Regions from separate parts of the Hordeum vulgare genome. Here region 2 is linked to region 1. A link is a contact called in public Hi-C data. All regions are on one chromosome and are shown on one strand. The core of a region is the stretch at or near the end of the contact, and the rest is flanking DNA. Distances in the headings are between cores, read along the strand shown. Region 1 holds the start of LOC123401929 (SWI/SNF complex subunit SWI3B). Region 2 holds the start of LOC123404403 (brefeldin A-inhibited guanine nucleotide-exchange protein 1-like).

Region 1 (4,205 bases), core at 520-3,019:
GGACAAGATGATTTTGCCTAAATCAAAAGGTGGCATGGGGTTTAGGGATATGCGGGCTTTTAACCAAGCATTGTTGGCCTAGGCGTGGAGATTGATTGATGATCCTACCAGTTTGTGTGCTCGTTTGCTCAAAGCTAAGTACTATCCAAATGGTGACATCTTGGACACTGTGTTTCCTGTAAATTCTTCGGTGGTTTGGAAGGGTATTATCTTTGGTACGGAACATGTCAGAAAAGGAGTTATATGAAGAGTAGGAGATGGCAAATCAATTCGTGCTTGGAGGGACCCCTGGACACCACGTGGTAATGATTTCAGGCGAGTGACACAAAAGAGAAATTGCAGATTGAATAGGGTGTCAGATTTTCTAAATGACAATGGTTCATGGCACATGCAGCGACTACAAGAGTATTTCTGATCGATGAACGTACAACATATACTAAAAATTCGCACTTCTCTCCGAAACATGCAAGACTTCATTGCGTGGGCGCCGAAGAAAACTGGTTGTTTTACTGTAAAAAGTGCGTATAAGTTAGCAATGAAGTCTGATTCTGGTGCGTCCAGCTCTCAGCCCGACGGGGAACGGTCGCTATGGAACTGTATTTGGCAAGCGAAGGGGCCGTTGAAGATGCGTGTGTGCGCGTCGAAGGTAGCGGCGGTCGCACTGGCGACCAACCAATGCAAGTCTTACCGCCACGTAAGTACACGTGATACATGCATGCTTTGTGGTGTGGAAAAGGAAGGAACTTTTCATGCGTTAGTAACATGTGGTCATGCCAGGATTTTATGGGACACGGTGAGGTCCATCTTGCCACTTCCGTCCAATGAGCTGCTCATAGACAATGGCCCTGAATGGCTACTACAGTACATGTTTTGGCAAACTGCTCTGAACAGGTGCGTGACATGGTCATCATCTTAATCTGGCGTATTTGGCAGTTGAGTGCATGGAAAAAGTGTACCATCGGTTGACTTCCTAGACAGCTATTTAAGATCATTATCCCATGCTAGAAATTCCAGTACTGAAGAATAAAAGGGAAGATGCCTCTCGACTTTATTCAGTCGGAAGCGCACTGTACAGGAGATGCAGTTCCTGACCCTTGGCCACGGCCTCCGACTGGATTTTGGCCCTGTCTGTAGATGTAGATGGATCGTTCTCACCACTCGATGGTTCAGCAGGGACTGGTATGATCTTACACAACGAAGTTGGAGTTGTGCTTTTTGCGGCCTACCGAGTCATTTTTAATTTTAATGGTGCACTGGAAGTAGTATTGTTGGCACTGGCCTTTTGTAACTTATTACTATCACCAGTCTACACCAGAGTAAATTGCTTTCCTGAAAAAATTTGACTGGTTTTGGTTGGGGTGCTCCGGGCCAGGGCAGCAGTGCAACGCCCAGGCGACGCTTGTGGGTCCCAGTAGCAAGCTACTGTGGTGGACCCACCCCCACAAAAAATAAATTTAATATCGTTATGGGCACATTGCCCACATATCAGATATTAAACTGATAAGAACAGATACTACACTTGATCTTAGCCAAAAGGCCGAGAAAGGTATGAGTTCTCCTGCTGCCCAGCCTCTTCTTTTATACACCTCTCCCGGCTCCCTCCGCTCAGCGCAAGCGAGGTGGGACTAAACTCGCATCACGCGAGGAACGAACGCTCTGTGTGGGATCGCCGTAGCTGGGCTCTTTTAACCAAATCTCCCAAGGCCCAAACCGTAACGCAACGGCGGCCTCGTTGCGAGTAAAAGATAAGGCCCAAACTACACGCTTAGCGCCGTCGGAGGAAACGGACCGGGAGAAGGCTCCACCGGCTGCCTCGTCTCCGATGGCCACACCGCCGGCTCCGGTGCCCCCGGCCACAGCCAACTCCGCGCCGACGCCTACGCGGTCGCCGTTCAAGGCGCCACCCTTCTCCCAGCCCCCGTCCACTGCCGGTACCCTCAAGACGGAGATCCCTCCCGCCTCCACCTCGGCCGCCACCGCCGCCGGAGTACCCGCCGTGGGAGCCTCAGCCGAGGACTCGCCGCACGTCATCACCGTCCCTAGCTACTCAGGTGACCTCCTCTCCCGGCGTCCCGCCCCAGTCCCGCCCTCACCAGCACTTTCGCGTCTAGTGAAGGCGAAGACCTAGAACCCTATCTGACCGAGGGTTGCGCTTGCAGGGTGGTTCTCGTACGACAGCATCAGCGACACGGAGCGCCGCCTGTTGCCAGAGTTCTTCGAAGGGGAGGTCGCCGTGGTGTCTGGGTCACGGGGCCCGGAAGCCTACAAGTACTATCGCAACTCCCTCGTCAAGAGGTTCCGGGCAAGGCCAGCGCGGCGGCTCACGCTCACCGAGGCCAGGCGGGGCCTTATCGGCGACGTTGGCTCTGTGCGCCGTGTGTTTGACTTCCTTGAAGAATGGGGCCTCATCAACCATGGTGCTCCTCCGCTGGGGGCGAAGCAGGGGAAAGACAAGAGGGAGGAAGGGGCGACTTCTCAGTCTTCATTGCCTGCTGGACCAACCACACCCAAGAAGCTCTGCGTAGGGTGCCGCAGCGTCTGCGGCTCTGCCTATTTCACCTGCGAGAAGGTGAGTGATTTGCCATTGTTTTGACTGTCAAGTGCTGTGTAAACTTGCATTTCAGTTTATGTAATATGTGCATAGTATGCATTATTTGTAGTATCTGGTTAGAACTATCTTAGCTCATTCATATAAGTACTTCTAATAATTGGCTATAGTGACCTGTTTAGGTTTTCTGCCATTATAAAAAGCACTACATTAAGCCGCAGATTATGAATATTCATATTATTTATGTAGTGTAACTGGGGGAACGGGTTCTTTTTAACAAGGGGAAAACACCTGGTTTTATTACCAGAAACCAAAGCAGTTCAGTACAACGAAAGTAAACAGGAAAGTAACTGGTACACATGCCAAAAGATAAGTAAGCAAAAGGCAATGTCTACCAGCAAACACGGTGATGTGTAAAACAGAATATCCTATACAGCAACCTTACAAACTACCATACACAAGCCAGTGAAAAGCACAGCCACAAGCAAAACTATCCGCACCGTCTCACATAAGCCTTTGTGCTGTAGACTGCCATCCTTTCGCCTTTGTACCAATTGAGAACATCTCTGTTTTGCTCCTTTGTCTGCAAATCGACCATGCCAATCATCCAGTGACCAATCAAGTTAGTAACAACAACCCGGTTGTCCAGTTAATCAGCACACGAGTAGGAATTGTTACGACATTTCCTCCATACTATAACCATAAAACTGCTGGCATGCCAACGGACACCAAAATCCAAACTTGTCAATGGAACTGTTGTAACCATCCACCAAACAGATGATCAACAAGAGGTTGTACTTCCCTGAAAAACAAACGCACAGCAGTCTATGTTCTATGTGTAACTTCCTAGGGGGCATGAAAAAAGGAGATGATCATTAGTCTTATTATTCCACAGAATTGACATGATTGATTTCCCTCCCACCCTCTTTGACTCAGGACCAGCCACAGGAAAGCCTTGAATTTTAAGGGAATTTTAATTTTCCACAAAAAAAATCTGTGGAAGCCCCAGAAACGCAAGTTACACAGTTTTATAAAGAAATTTTACTGAGAAAACAGCTGGATCTAGTGTCCAGTTAACTGAATCCACCTCATCAGTAAGTTCAATGTGCTCACACAAGTCCCTAACCTCTTCCTCTCCAAATATCGCCAGTTAAAGTTATTCTAAACCTGACACCATCCCAACCTTTCCTGATCTTGTAAAGGGTTCTTAATCTGATAGAGAAAGCCACCAGGGTAGCGTTTAGTTATGAGCCTGCCCATGTGTTTTTCGGATTGGAGATATTCCTGGTTGATCGTTGGTTTTGGCTTAGCTGGTTTGATATGTACACACCATAGAAAGGGCGCAGGGACAGATGAGCAAATAGAAAACTTAATGGTGTATCTTTTGTTTTGGGAACTGGTAATTGCATATGTATGTGAATAGTTGCTTATAAGTTTAAGTCGAGTGGGCTTGCTCTTCATATGAATATTGTATTGTCAAGCTTTGCTTTTTATTTGTACTGTATTACTGTGTCTTTTGCCTATTGCCACTCTTGGATTGACTGTGAATGTAGAAGGATTAGCAGGACTATTCTATGACTAATTTTGAACTAACCCCTTCCTGTTCACATAAACATGCCATGAACTGGAGGGTTTTATCATAAATCATATATCAAAT
Region 2 (4,205 bases), core at 431-2,930, 180 kb before region 1:
CGCTTGCAAGAAGTTCGCTGAACAAAGAGCATATTTTTACCACCACCACTTCTCCACCTTGTATTAGATGATGATCTTCTATTGTACTAGATGATGAACATCTTCTATTATCATGTTGATTATACGTATCAAAAAACTCATAAAAACATGTTGGGACGTACATAAGCAAACCCCACCTGGATCAGGGAAATAATACTATACCCTAATAAATGGGAAGGTGTGAATTCATGAGCTAGTACTAGTGTATGTTTCTGCATTGCCTATTTTATGCCTTCCTTGGCATAGTTGTTTGAGCCATCAACAATCTTGCAATTGACTGCAGTAGAAATACTTGTGCAGATAGAAAATGCAACAAGTTGAACTGTTGTTAAAATGCATATAATAAGTGAAACAAGAGCAATCGTGATCATACTTTTCATTGATTCTCCAGAATGGGCCAGCATTGTCCACGACCATCTTGAGCAACTCGAGAGATAACACCTTCCCCCGCAACAGCACCTGGTCCTCGGGGTTATCAGGTGTTGAGAACTTCATTGACAGCTTGCAGAGGTTCTTGAAGAGTGCTAACCCATCCTCCCTGATCTTGCTCATCCCCTCATCATCCTTCTCATCCACCTCAGCCATCGCCACCGGGGTCCCTGGCTCCGGGACGTCACTCCCCTCCATGGCATCATTTATAAACCCCTGTGCCACCTGCACGATGCCTGAGTCGTTGAGGCTGCGATCAGACACGTCCATCATGTCCGTGATGGACACCGTGGGCACGCGGACGTCCATGGAGTCCACCTCCACGCGCGCGAACACGATGACCAGCACCTGGGCGAGCGCCAGCTTGGCGCACATCTGGTTGGCGCCGCTGCTGCTGCTCAGGTATATGTTGTAGCAGGTCTTGAGCATTTGGCCGAGGCCGTCGCCGCGGATGGCGATGGAGGGGCAGCGCGCGGCGGCGACGAGCACGCGGAGGGTGGCGAGCTCCATGGCGTCGTCGTTGAGGGCGCCGCAGGAGAGGACGGCGGCGAGGAGCTTGGAGGCGGGGGAGTCGTCGGCGGCGGCGCCGAGGTCGCCGAGGAGAAGGCGGTGGTAGAGGAGCTTGGCGACGCAGTCGAGCGCGGGGTCGGCGACCTTGGGGGAGGCGGACTCGAGCGCGAGGATCAGCGCGTGGAGCGAGGCGGCGGCCGCGGCGACGGGCAGGCCGAGGAGCGGCGAGGGGTTGGGCGAGGTCGGGTCGGGCGAGTGGTAGGAGGAGGAGGAGAGGAGGTCGAGCGCCGACTTGGCGGCGGCGACGAGCGCCGAGTGCTTCCGCCACGCGGCGTTTTTGATGATGCGGTCGAGCGCGGGGCCGAGCACGCGGCCCGACGGGGTTGAGCCGCCCAGCGGCGCCGTGGGGGACGCCATGGCGGGAATGGGGCGCTCCCGGAGGGGAGAGAGAGGGTGGGAGGGAGGCCGCTACGCGCTGGTCTTGGCCGCGGCGGTGGTCATTGGAGGCAGAGAGATCTGAGAGGGACCGGGGGAGGAAGAGGTGTGGAACAAATGGGAATGCGAGGGAGGGAGGTGGTGACGGGCGTGTCCGTGCGTGCGCGTGGGGTGGAATGGAAGAGAGGAAGGAGGAGGGGTAGGACTGGGATTCCCGCCCCCCGCGAGGGCCACTGCCCAACTTTCCTGGGCGGAGCGTTACCCGAACTTAACTAGTGCGGTTTAGCACTCTGCTCCCTGCACTTTCTGGTATTCTCGTCGCCTCGGCTTCTCCCCTCCGAGAGTCAACCCCCTCGTGCCCTAACAGTAACAGCGGCCGCCGTGCCGCACCTCAGCGTCGCCGCCGACGACGCGCTCCCGCCCCCGCCCCCGCCCCCGTACCCTTCCCCAGCGCTTACGCCTCCCGCCCGTCACGCGCTTCGTCCCCGTCGCCGCGATACCCCGCTGACGTTCGCGATTTCGGGGTGCCGCCTGGATCCGCCCCTGGCCGATGGAGTGCGTGGTGCAGGGTATCATCGAGACCCAGGTACTGTGTCTCCTTTGTCTGTTTTGTAGAGATTCATTCATGTGTGCAGTAGCTATCCATTGCTGTTAGGGTAGTGCAAGTGAACTCTACTTGTTGCCAAAAACAAAAAAACATGTGATGTTTGACTGTTTCATACGGAATTGTAACTTGTCAAGGATGCTGTAATGCATGACTGATTTGAACAAGGAGCGGGAAAATCATATGTCAAAGCATAGGCAGAGCGACGATTTATGTGTGGTATTCATCTACTGTATTATGATTCGTCGTAGGATGGCACATCTTCTTGGTGCCTCTAGTGACATGCGCCAACTTTTGTTGATGAGACTTGGCCTTTTGTGCTCTCTTCTTGTATATGTATTTGATAAGAGTTTTGGCACACAGGCCCTTTGGCCTTTCAGGTTGCAGTCATGATTTTGGATATTGATTTTTTTTAGATGTATCCATCGCTTATGATGTGGTATCTAGAATTTCATCTTTACAGTTAAATAAATTCTCTTAGTTTGTTTTGAATATTGATTTGTTGGAGTTGTCACAACAACTATCTCCACACACTAATTTATTTATTATCTTCTCATGGGGAGGGGTCCCTTTAACTGTACTTATGTTAAGATTTAGGCTAGAAGGCGGCAGTTGCCGATCTCAAACCTGGTTAACCCTCCCTAATCTGTTCGGAAGAGGATAATTAACTTCTATTTCTTCTATAAACATGAAGTGGCATCAGAAATTTATGTTCATAAATAATGCTAGTATTGTTCATTGATTCGTTGTCTCCAACTCCCCATCACAAATTGTTAGTCACTTATCAGAATGAAACAACACGACACTTTTAACAAAAATGTCACAAAGTTGGTATTTAGATCATGCTGACCACAATATGTCCATTGCTCCACTTTGAGGGCACTACTTCTTGTATTATAATATATTAGATAGATTTGATGTACAGTTGGAGAAATCACATAATCTGTGTAGTTTGTTTACAGTAAAGGGAAATTCAGTTCCACATATTTGACTCCATTCATCTAGGGTATTTATTTCGGGTTGGAGTTGTCAGTATAACTATCTTTCTGCATTAGTTTATCAATTGCCTTCTCATGAGAAGAGTCTCTATAGCTGTAAGATTTATGATATCCCTTTATTAGGAAGAAAAAAGATAAGATGTATGCTAACCCTGGGTCCGTCAGCTACCTCGTGTTGAACTACAATTACATGTAAAATCCATTCACCTGCTGAGTTTATTTATCCCTCCTTAATGTGTGCTCCCTCCGTAAAGAAATATAAGAGCGTTCGGATCACTACTTTAGTGATCTAAACGTGCTTATATTTCTTTACAGAGGGAGTACTTAAGAAGATAATAAAGTTGTTATTTCTACCTTAAGTGTAAAGTGATATCTGAATTTCATGTTTATAGGGAGTAGATTTTTTATTGGTTCATCATCTCCATCTCCATGACAAATTTGTAGACACTCAGCATGAATTTCGAACACGAAAAAAGTATATCACAAAAATGATGGGTAGATCATGCAGACCACCATATATGGTATGTCAACTGTATTTCTCCACTTTGAGAGCACTACTTATGATATAATATAAAATAGTGCTGTACAGTTGGACGAATCACATGATTATATGTTGTTTATTTACAGTAAAGGGTGGTTTGATTCATCTCAACATTCATTTAGGCTGCATATAGTTTTTATATGTGAATGTCATTACTCTTAACTCTTTTTTTTCCTTTGGGTATGCACTATGCAGCATGTTGAAGCTCTGGAGGTTCTTCTACAAGGCCTCTCTGGTGTCCCAAAGGAACGTGTGAGGGTGCATGAGCTCTGTCTTAAAAGTGTGCCAATGCTAGGTTAGTTTTTATCTTTCTGTTCTCAGGATCATAAGCAACTGTTCATTTTTTAGCAATAAGCAATTGTTATTTTATATCTGCTGACATCTTTCAGTCGTACAGGAGCTGTCCCATCAGAGGTTCGTTTGTTGTGTGATTTAGCTCAGCCTACACCATCCTGGTAACTGATTGTGTAAAGCTGCTGAAATTTACCCTTCATCATGATTTTTACACTGATCTGTAGCTGGTAATGTTTGTATGTATAGGACCATAAGGCATGTTGGTGGCGCCATGAGAGGTGCCGGTGCAGAGCAAATCTCAATTCTCGTGCGTACAATCGTCGAAAGCAAAGCCAGCAGCAATGTGTTGCGTTAC

The links. Hi-C and Micro-C count contacts between places; a contact is called where the count stands out from the background.
Region 2: a contact with region 1 is called in a Hi-C map of leaf, with 2.9 times the contacts expected there. The contact joins the promoter of LOC123404403 here to the promoter of LOC123401929 in region 1. A contact is called at or near these places in 4 of 6 Hi-C or Micro-C datasets (leaf and seedling) and 1 of 1 datasets of contacts at active chromatin or transcription factors (embryo).

What each region holds. Positions count from the first base shown.
Region 1 is chr6H:153,835,264-153,839,468 of MorexV3_pseudomolecules_assembly, reverse strand. LOC123401929 (SWI/SNF complex subunit SWI3B) reads left to right here and starts at 1,769. Exons shown (of 6, transcript XM_045095796.1): 1 at 1,769-2,051; 2 at 2,160-2,569. The coding sequence starts at 1,823. LOC123406452 (a small nuclear RNA gene) reads right to left here and starts at 1,550; the gene lies at 1,354-1,550.
Region 2 is chr6H:154,019,764-154,023,968 of MorexV3_pseudomolecules_assembly, reverse strand. It overlaps LOC123404403 (brefeldin A-inhibited guanine nucleotide-exchange protein 1-like), which reads right to left and starts at 1,680. Exons shown (of 12, transcript XM_045098327.1): 1 at 413-1,680. The coding sequence starts at 1,395. It overlaps LOC123404404 (mediator of RNA polymerase II transcription subunit 18), which reads left to right and starts at 1,912. Exons shown (of 5, transcript XM_045098328.1): 1 at 1,912-1,999; 2 at 3,752-3,851; 3 at 3,954-4,011; 4 at 4,097-4,205. The coding sequence starts at 1,964.